2 separate regions of the Mus musculus genome follow, and region 1 is linked to region 2. A link is a contact called in public promoter capture Hi-C data. All regions are on one chromosome and are shown on one strand. Each heading gives the region's core, a stretch centred on a gene start, on an enhancer-like site or on the middle of the called end of the contact. The rest is flanking DNA. Distances are from core to core; before and after follow the strand shown. Region 1 holds the start of Ttc16 (tetratricopeptide repeat domain 16). Region 2 holds the start of Slc27a4 (solute carrier family 27 (fatty acid transporter), member 4).

Region 1 (4,984 bases), core at 877-3,376, 3.0 Mb after region 2:
ATAAATCAGCGATGGGGGCAGCTGGTGTAAACAGGTGCACAGACCGGGAGTCCCCAAGAACTCAGATCCTATCCCAGGAAGGCTCCCTGTAGGTGAAGGGCAAGCCAGTAGCTGGGGATAAGGTGAGAAGTCCCCTGCGGGTGGGGCAGCTGAGGCACCTGTAGGTAGAGCACAAAGGCCAGCCGGTTCAGGTACTTGTTATTCCCTGGGTCATAGGAGTAGGCCCTGCGGAGGTTCTGGAGGGCAGAGGAGAAGTCACAGAGTTGGATGAAGGCCTCAGCACGGAATACATAGAAGTCTACCTAAAGGCAAAGAGACCCTGGCTGTTATTTCCTCTCCAACTTCTTCCCTTCCAGGTGGTTCCAGAATCTGATGGTCCTGGGAGGAAGGGCTAAGCAGGTTTGACAGTGACAGGGGGTGGGGGACTTATGCCCAGCCAGTTGCTCCCTGGGGACCACTCTGACTCTCCTCTTACCAGTTTGGGGTCCAGGTGGAGGGCACGGGAGAAGAACAGCACAGACATCTCCCAGTCCTCTTGTAGGAGGCACTGATGGCCTTGGTTATAGCTGTGAGGACAGGACAGGACAGGACAGGACAGGCAGTGGATCTGGTATTGATCTGGGACCAGCCCAGGACCTTCTCAGGGCTAGAATGGGGTATGCAGGAGGGAGGGCTGAGGTAAAGAGGCTGCAAAAGCCATCAGAGCTCCACAGAGGCCAGGCTGACCTTCCTGGAGCTCTTCCAGGGCATCAGCCCCTTATCCCTCTACCCTCGCTGTTCACTGAGACCCAGAGAGGGATAGCAGCCAGCTTGCAGCTGAACCCAGTATTAATAATGGTTTTGTAGAGTAGGAACCTGGAGTTGGAGACAAAGAAGTCACTCACTACTCTCTGACTTTGGCAGGCACTGTTGATCCTATCATCCTTCGTTTTGTAGGATCTGTCATAACATAGAACACATGACTGGTCCCAAAGATGCGTCGCAGGATCTTCTCTGGGGCTTCAGGAACCTTTAGCTTTGGAGTTTTCTGGGAACGGGCACTGTGAGGCTCCTGGAACCAAGCCAGGGGCAGTAAGCTCAGAAGGCCTCAGGAACACTTCCCCCAGGAGCTTTGCCTACTGGAAGAGGTGTGAAGAGGCCTCCTGGTAGAAGGCACACCTAGTCTGGGGTTCAACAGTCCCCCAGGGCTCCAACATTTCTCTAGCCCTGCCTCTCTCCCTGTCCTGTGGTCAAGGTCAAGGAACCACTGCACCCTCTGCTCTCCTCTTGGGCTTTGTCTGCTCTCACCTTGTGCTCTAGCTGCTCATCGTTTTCAGACCCTGCTGCACAAGGTTCCTTGTGACTCCCGCCCTGGGATTCTCACACTCGTCAGGTCACATTGAGCAAGCACTTCACCTGACTTCTTCCCAGGGCTTCTCACCTCTGTGTGATCACCCTTCCCATAGTCACCAGAATCGGGGAACCTATGTCTCATCAGTCCTCAAGTTCTGTGTTTCACTCCTCAAAATCTCTCCACTTGGGCTGGGCACGGTAGTGCATACCTTTAATAACCCCGTTCTAGAGCTAGAGGCAGATGGAGTTCTCTGAGTCTATAAAACAAACAAACAAAACCCCAAAACGTTAAAACAACAACAACCCCCCCAAAAAATCTCTCTGCCCTCTCTCTCCCTTAGGACTGGGAGGCCAGTCACCCTTCTCCCCTACCACACTACAAATGATGACCTCTGACCTCTCCCAGTTCCCCTGAAGGGCTTGACTGGCTCTTCCTCAAGCCCTTCTTGCGGCCCCGACCTCTGCCTCAGCTTTCCCCTTCTCAGCCCTCACCTTGCTTCTGTCTGTCATGGCCAGGTTTCTAGGCTAACTTCTGGGCTAAGCATACTCTGAGGTTCCCTAGCTCCGTTGTTGCTAGGCACCAGGTCCACGATGTCCATAGGCCCCGCCCACTTGGCCCCGCCTCCGAGAGTCACTAGAAACTCAGCAAGGCAAGCCAAGGCCTAAGTCAAGGAAAGAACCTATGGGCAGTGCACGCCGACGCGGGCCAGGGTAGAAACTTAACGAGGTACCAGCCCTCGAGCAAAGGCCGAGCAAAGGCTGAGCCATACAGGGTGACGCGTCGCGGAGGAATGCACCCAGACACTCGCCCGGGCCCGCGATCCACCCACTTCCGCCCCGCAGAGACATGGCGGACGCCAAACCCAGCCTGGATTGGGCGTCGCTGGACATGTCGTGATGCTATTGGCTTAGGGATGCCTGACGTCAAGGGGCGGGGTCCTGGCTGTGAATGGGAGTCGGCACGTTGAAGTCCGGTCTTTTTAGTCCAGGGATGCGGCGGAGTTGGGCCTTGAGCCGGCAGGTTTCCGAGGCTCGGTTCCCCGGGAAGCGGTGGCTGGTGAGTGGGGCGTGGGTGGCTACACAGGGACGCGGGGCTTGGCTCCGCAGCTACGCTTACATTTAAGTGTATGCGTTGTATGCATGTGCCCTGTGGCTGTCAGAGGGCAACTTAGGAGAGGGTTCTTTCCACCATGTGGGTTCTGGGGATCGAACCCAGGTTGTCAGGGTTAGCAGCAACCTTACCTTCGGAACCATCTTTTCGGGATAGTTGTCCCTTTTTCTACTTAGTCAAATAGGCGCAATACTAACTGGCTCCAAACTTTTAGTTTTGCTCTTGCACCAGGGAGCGGCATCCTCTGGCTGGTGGGGCCTCCAGGAGTTCCCAGACCCTTAAGTGCTCCTTCCCAATACTGTCGCTTCTGTTTCCTGGTCAATGTTTTGGGTCCTGAGTGAGTGTTGCCTACAGGTGGCTGGCCTGGGGAACCACGGAATGCCCGGCACCCGGCACAGTGTGGGCATGGCGGTGCTGGGGCAAATAGCAAGGCGACTGGGAGTGGCGGAGAATTGGACTCGTGACTCGCGCTGTGCTGCTGACCTCGCCCTGGCCCCGCTCGGGGATGCTCAGCTGGTACTGCTCCGGCCGCGGCGCCTCATGAACGTCAACGGGCGCAGCGTAGCCCGAGCTGGTGAGTTGTAGGTTTCATGGATAAGAGGGCACAGGGACCAGAGAGAGGGTTCAATTGTGACAAGTGCCTGGTGAGCCCCAATTACTACAGTGAAGGCTTGGGGAAGCCTGTTTACATATGGGGGTTGTTGTGACCCCTCTGAGCAGATATGCAGTAACTAGAGTGTTGTTTCCCTGTGCCAAGCGGAGCTGTTTGGGCTGACTGCGGAGGAGATCTATCTGGTCCATGATGAACTGGACAAGCCGTTGGGAAAGCTGGCTCTGAAGCTGGGGGGCAGCGCAAGGTGAGGCTCTTATGTGCGTAGGTTTGGGTAGGGATGCTGGCCTCTGTTGGAGTGGAGTAAGATTGTTGAGACTATCTATCTCGATAGGCTGGGCTGCTCTGAAGAAGGCCTGGGCAAGGGAATGGAGGAAGGGCACTGCCTCAGAAAGTACTAACTGCTCTTCATATCCCCTCAAGGGGCCATAATGGAGTCCGTTCCTGCATTAGCTGTCTGAACTCCAATGTGAGTCTACCCTTCTGCCCTGCCCTGGGTGGGGGTGGCTAGCATTGACATTGTATCTCACCAATGCATCCTCATTCCCCTGGGACCCTACAGGCAATGCCAAGGCTGCTGGTGGGCATCGGGCGCCCCACACACCCTAATATGGTGGAGAACCATGTCCTGGGCTGTTTCTCCCCGGAGGAGCAGGAGCTACTGTCCCCATTGATGGATCAGGCCACTGACCTGCTCCTGGACCACATCCGTGCTCGAAGCCAGGGACCATTGTCAGGCCTCTAATACCAGTGGATATATCTACCTGTTTGACTGCCTGCCGGTGCCATGAAGCCAAGACAGGGCCACAGAACTGCAATGACACAGTGGTACCCAATGTTTATATAACTTCCCTGGGTTTCCCCAGGCTACTTGCAGATTCAAGGAGGGACTGTGGCCACATCAGTCTGTTTCTGCAGCAGCTTGGTCTCCCCGTTCGCTATTTGCGGTGTAGGAAAGGTCTAGGAAGGGTAAACTTTCTGAACCTTTTGAGAGCTCCAGATGGGTAGATCTGCAAGATTAAAGATACGAACTTGAAATTGGAAGCTTCCTGTGGGGTTAGGCACCAGTGGGTAGGGACAAGAGGGTCTGGCAAACCCTATTCCTAAGGGATCATGGGTATAATGCTTTAGCCTTTTTCCATTGGGTCATTTTCTAGGTGGGGAGGAGCAAAGAGATTCCACCATATCCCTGAGGCTACCCAACTATAGCCTGGCAGAACCAGGGACAGCTGTCAGCTTGCTGTGCCTAGGGTTCCTGGCACCCCTACCTCATTCGTGTTCTGGCAGATCCCCATTCGGGTGATATAGGAGAGGGGCCTGAGATCCTGGGGTTTGAGTGGGATGCGGACCGGACGTCGAGGCACCAGCCCAAGATCCCCTGGCTTATAGGTTGTGATGGTCGAGAGCTGCTGCAGCAGAGAAACAGCCCCTTCCTTGGATGTCTGGGTGATGCGTTGGCTGTGGAGAGGGATCCAGGGTCATCCCCTCCATCCCCACAAGAGGAAAAATATTGGAGAGCCAGGGTCTGCTGAGGCCCCCACAGGGCTATCTGCTCACCTTTCTTTGGATAGGCCCTGGGGCTGCTTGTCCTGGTGGGAACCCATGTCCGGCTGTGTTTTCAAAACCACCCCTGAGCTGAGCAATACCAGCAGTTGCTGCAGCAGCTCCTTGCGCTGCAGTTGGAACACCACATCAAAGTCGCCGTCCTCCGCCTCTGTTTGCATCTGTTGGTATGATGTGAGGTGGGTTAAATCACCACAGGGGCCCAGATACCCACCCACCTCCACATGAGACGCTCCAGGGCCTGCTTTCTCAGTGCACCTGGTTTGTGGTGGAACACAAGTTATCAGGCTGGGAAGACTGAGGCTTGAAGCCCTCTCTTTGGAGGTTTTTTTTTTTTGTTTTGTTTTTTTTTTTTTTGTTTGTTTGTT
Region 2 (5,139 bases), core at 848-3,347:
AAGTATGTGTGTGCCAAGGGGGCACATGCATGAGTGGGCAGGGAAGGTGTGCGTCACATTGCCCTGCTTGGCTTTTTCGATCGATTGATTGGGTGTTTTGGTTCTGGGATCAAACAAGGGCCTTGGGCAAGCTAGGTAGGGCTCTTCTACTAAGCTGTGTGTCTATCCCTATTCTGACACACTGTGAACTCAGAATAACATCAAACAAAGGGAGCCATAATGTCTCCTAGAGCTTGATTTATGTGCTCTCTATAGCCAGCCTATAAACTATAATAATAAACATGTCAGCACTATTTCAAATGTGTCCATGAATTTGCACACCAGTGCTGTGAGGTGAGTCCTCCGTGAATCATAGCCACGAGATATTGCTTGTTTACTTGTTTGTGACAAAATTCTCCCTGTATAGCCTTGGCCAGGCATAAACTCACAGAGATCCTTTGCCTCTCAAGTGCTGAAATTAAAGTTATGTACCACTGGGCAGTGGTGGCACATGCCTTTAATCCCAGCACTTGGGGGGCAGAAGCAGGCAGATTTCTGAGTTCGAGGCCAGCCTGGTCTACAGAGTGAGTTCCAGGACAGCCAGGGCTACACAGAGAAACCCTGTCTCAAAAAACCAAATAAATAAATAATAAAGTTATGTACCACCATGCTTACCTGACCCCCAAACCCACTTTTGTGGGGTGTTGTTTTGTTAGTTTGTTTTTGAGACAGGGTCTCACTATGTAGCCCTGGCTGTCCTGGAACTCACTATGTAGACCAGGCTGGCCTCGAACTCAGAGATTCATTTGCCTTTGCCTCCCGAGTGCTGGGGTTAAAGGTGTGTGCCACCACCACCGCTGTGCTTGATCCCCTAAAGCCCACCTTTAATCCATAAGAAGGCACAGATTTGGAACTCTCTGCTGAGAACATGATTCTCTTGTTGGTCTGTGATGCACATGTCTATGAACATGGGGCACCTGCTATTATAGCCCTAGAGACATCCTTTAGCTTACTATCCAGCCTCTCCAATGGATGCAATCCTGAGCAGGTCCAGACCATCTTCATACCAAAATGTCATCTGTAATCCCTATAAACAGACCTTGAAGGTTGCCCCTTCCCCCCTTAAGAACTTGACTAGGTTGAGTCATTGAAGGGGCTATTTAAGAACAGAGGCAGTAATAGGCACGTTGCATAGTCACCCCAGAACTTTTCAGAGGCTCTCAATCCAACGGCTGTGAGTCTAGACCCTTGCCCACAGCCTGACAAAGCTCACAGTTTACAAAGGAACCAGTGTTCGGGAGTGTTATCAGTCAGGGTTAAAGTTAGTTACACAGGCTTTAAATCCTGACCTTTGAGGAGATCCCCTGAAGCTACTCCTCCTGGCTCTTCAGTTCTTTTTGAACCTTGCAAAGGTACTGAAAACTGTAAAAGTCCTGAGGGAACAATCATACTCAGCTGTGGTGAATGACCATTCCAGAATGGTCTAGAAGCCCAATGCCCTGTGTATTCTGCCAGAATCCAGCTTTTTTTTTTTTTCAGCAAGTGGTATTGAACATTTGCTAAATTCTATTTCAAGACAAATGTAGTAGTTAATGTCTGTAATGCCAGCGCTCTGGGCTGAAGTAGATTAACTACAGCAAGATCCAGGGCAAAGTTACTACCCTGTTTCAAAAAACAAACAGGACTGACAAGGTGGATCAGGAAAAGGTGCCTGTTCCCAAGACTGAGGGCCAAGCCTAGTAACCTTAGTATGATCCCTGGAGCCCATGGTGTAAGAACAGAACCAACTCCCACGAGTTGTCCTCTGACCACACAGGGTCTTTGGCATATGTATCTACACATACACAAATAAGCAAACAAATGTAAATAATAATAATAAGTTAAACAAATTCTACTTGGGCCTTAGCTTCTGGCTATGTATTCTCAAATGGTCTGTGGGCGGGTTTATGCTACCTGGATCCCCTGGTCCAGGAAATGGCAGAGAGGAACGACCCAAGGAGCACTGCCTGACCAGGGCAACTTCAGCAGCCTGAACAAGCTAGACTACTAGGACTACAACTCCCAGCATGCCGTGCGGCTCAGCCTACCACTCCCAGCGGGCCGGGCGGCTGCGGAGGCAGTGGTGCGCGCAGGGCTGGAGGGGCTGGGCGGTGTCGGGCGCGCTGGGGCTGGGTTGCGCTGAGGTGCACGGACTCAGAAGCTCGCCCTCTGCGGGGACGGCACAGAAGGCGGTGCTGCCGGCTGGCACAGCCGGTGCGGGTGCGGGAGGCGGGTGGGGGTGGAGCGGGGCAGAGGTACAGACCCTACAAGGACGAGGAGTGGGCCAGACGCACCGAGGCTCGGCTGTGTGTGCCCCGGGGCGGCCGATGCCCCCAGCGCACCGCACTCCGCTGCCGCAACCGGGCCGCATCCTGACGGGGCGCCGCGCCGCGCAGCCGCAGCCGGGTGAGCTAAGGCGGGGACGGCGGCTTTCTGAGCGGGGAAAATGTGCCAGGCCGAGCAGGGGGAGACGGCGGTGCCGGCTCGGACTGAGGGGCGCGCCCTCCTTCTCCCAACCCCGAGAACGCTCTGATGTCCTGGCTATCTAGAGGCAATCGGTCCGTGGCGCCCCTCCTGTCCTGTCTCCTCTCTCAGCGGTCTTGGACCGGCTCCTAGCTTGCTTTTTGACTGCCTCTGTCAGAGAGCTAAGGATCTTAGCGATCCTGCGGTAGTCCTCCCACCCATTGCTTTATGCTTTTCTCCAGAAGGCAGTCTCATAAGGGATTCCCTGTGTTCCAGGCCGTGGTCCTCCGCCTAGCTTGGAGATATTCAGGCTACTTCATATCTTTGACCTTCCTCTCTTCCCAAGAAAAGCAATCCATTAGCAGTCCTCTTGACTAAATCCATAAAGAAGAGGGAATAGAGCGTGGGCCTTAATCTCTGCCCTGGGCTTCAACACAGCCTTTCCCCTTCTCAGCCCTAGTCCTCAAAGATCCATCTGAATGTGTGGGTACTTCCAAATCCTTTTCCTGTCCAACAATCACCTCTTTCCACCCTACCCCTGGGCTGTCACCTCTCAGGCCCCTCCTGCCTCTAAGCCATTTGCTGGCTCGCCCTCTATGGACCGGTAGAGGCACAACGCTACCTTGAGTCTGTGGGCCAGAGACTGTGCAGGGCTCCCTTCCCAGGAAGCTGCCCTTTTTGGTGTTGTCATTTCCAGAACCTCCTGGAGTCCCTAGGAGAGACACTTCTATCAGCACCTGTCTCCCGGCCATCTGGTTAGGTTGCTTGAATATCGGTGAATGGACTGTCCTGTTTGGGTTAGAAAGGTTCTAAGAACAAGTCTTACTAGCCCAATGCATAGAGCAAGGTGCTATGGCCTGAAGTAGGAAAGGGGCTAGCACAAGGTCACTTGACAAGGTGGTCAAAGATAGAACCAGAAGCTAGATCATCCTCTTGTTTCTTAACCCCAGAGCTGTAGATTTCAAGGCCCCTCCAACTTGGCATGGAACCAAAGCCTTGAACCTTTTTTAAGCCACCCCTTTTAAGGTGACTAGGCAATCCCCATAGGCTGACCCTTTGGGCTCATACTGAAGTGGCTGCTGGTGCAGAAGTAGCGGCCCCTAAAGAAGGAATTGTGTCTCCTAACCACCTTGTACCTGCAGGTCACAATGCTACTTGGAGCATCTCTGGTGGGGGCGCTACTGTTCTCCAAGCTAGTGCTGAAGCTGCCCTGGACCCAGGTGGGATTCTCCCTGTTGCTCCTGTACTTGGGGTCTGGTGGCTGGCGTTTCATCCGGGTCTTCATCAAGACGGTCAGGAGAGATATCTTGTGAGTACCATATCTAGCCTCCCTTGGGGTCTCAACTGTGCTGGGCTTTACCAGCCATTATCCCTGCCAGCACAAGACATCTGGGTTATTAAAGGAACAGTGTCTTCTCTTTGCCCTTCTCCTGGCATACCTAGAACTTTCATCTCCAAGGTCAAGGTCTCAAGGAATCTCCTAACCCCGAGACTCCTTGACCTGGGGCACAAATCAAAGCAGATCTGTTGAAAGATGTGTCTGAGAAGGGTCACGAGGACACTGTTCATGGCAAGGTGAAGAAGACCCCAGAGGAAAAGGACCTTTCCTTAGGTTGGCACAGCCTGAAAGAGCCCAGGGGGACACTGGATGCTAGCACAAATCCTGAGTTAGACAGCTGGGAGAAATTGCTCCTAGCTGCTCTATGCTAGGCTGGTTCTGAGGGTCAGAGAGGAAGAAGCTCAGACTTTTAGGAGGTAAGAAAGGGACGAAGTAACTCCCTAAACTGTCTGTGCTATTGCTGCAGAGACCCTGGTGGTCTTGCTCACTCCTGTGTTCTAGTACCCGGAAAAGGGAGCCTTGCCTAGAATGGACAGCTCAGTGTTTGTCAGTCTGGGCTGACTATAAGAGGTGTCTAGTGGCCCCACAGGAGCTGTGGGAGCATGGGATAAAGAGAGCAAGCCCCAGGTGAGGAACTTGGGCGGGAAACCCAAGAGGTCTCCTGAAGGGAAAGGACTCTCTGTTTGAAAGGTGCTGTGCAGGTGGGGGAGGGGGACAGAGCACAGCCAGAGGACCCAGCACTGACAAAGAAGTAGCAGTTGGCAGTGTGGGATATGGGGGTAGGGTGGGGGTTCCACAAGCTCTGGACATTTTCCCTGTGCCCAGCATGGAGAAGGCCTAGGAGACAAGGTAGTAAAGGTGACAGGTACCTGCTTCCACCTGCAGGGAGAAAGCTCACCCCTGAGCTTCTATGGCAGTGAGGGCTACGGGGAGCTCCCGATCTCCAGATCAGGAATGGAGACTATGGGCTTGGGGCCCCACCCCAGAGGGCTTCTAGCAGAACAGCAGACTTAGAAGAATAAGAGTAGAACTCTGAGCCGGGCGTGGTGGCACACGCCTTCAGTCCCAGCACTTGGGAGGCAGAAGCAGGCAGGTCTCTTGAGTTTGAAGACAACTGGGGCTACACAGAAATCCTGTCTCAGAGAACCAAAAGACTAAAAGCTAGCTAGCTGGTTCCTGAGCCTCAGGCTGTTTGGACAGCAGCCTGGGCAGTGTCAGGAGCCTGGCTTAGCACTGATAGCTTCTTTCCTCCCACACAGTGGTGGCATGGTGCTCCTGAAGGTGAAGACCAAGGTGCGACGGTACCTTCAGGAGCGGAA

The links. Capture Hi-C pulls out chosen DNA fragments and counts their contacts.
Region 1: a promoter capture Hi-C map of liver shows a contact between it and region 2, with 2.3 times the contacts expected there. The contact joins the promoter of Ttc16 here to the promoter of Slc27a4 in region 2. A contact is called at or near these places in 3 of 39 promoter capture datasets (hematopoietic stem and progenitor cells, liver and pre-B cells) and 1 of 9 other capture datasets (liver).

Annotation. Positions count from the first base shown.
Region 1 is chr2:32,773,507-32,778,490 of GRCm38.p6, forward strand. It overlaps Ttc16 (tetratricopeptide repeat domain 16), which reads right to left and starts at 2,127. Exons shown (of 15, transcript NM_177384.3): 1 at 1,825-2,127; 2 at 1,542-1,589; 3 at 885-1,051; 4 at 476-566; 5 at 159-302. The coding sequence starts at 1,842. It overlaps Ptrh1 (peptidyl-tRNA hydrolase 1 homolog), which reads left to right and starts at 2,315. Exons shown (of 5, transcript NM_178595.3): 1 at 2,315-2,389; 2 at 2,798-3,017; 3 at 3,201-3,300; 4 at 3,477-3,522; 5 at 3,616-4,087. The coding sequence starts at 2,324. The coding sequence ends at 3,798. Cfap157 (cilia and flagella associated protein 157) reads right to left here. Exons shown (of 9, transcript NM_025619.1): 7 at 4,611-4,777; 8 at 4,322-4,511; 9 at 3,907-4,063. The coding sequence ends at 3,992.
Region 2 is chr2:29,800,537-29,805,675 of GRCm38.p6, forward strand. Slc27a4 (solute carrier family 27 (fatty acid transporter), member 4) reads left to right here and starts at 2,098. Exons shown (of 13, transcript NM_011989.5): 1 at 2,098-2,424; 2 at 3,624-3,790; 3 at 5,080-5,139. The coding sequence starts at 3,630.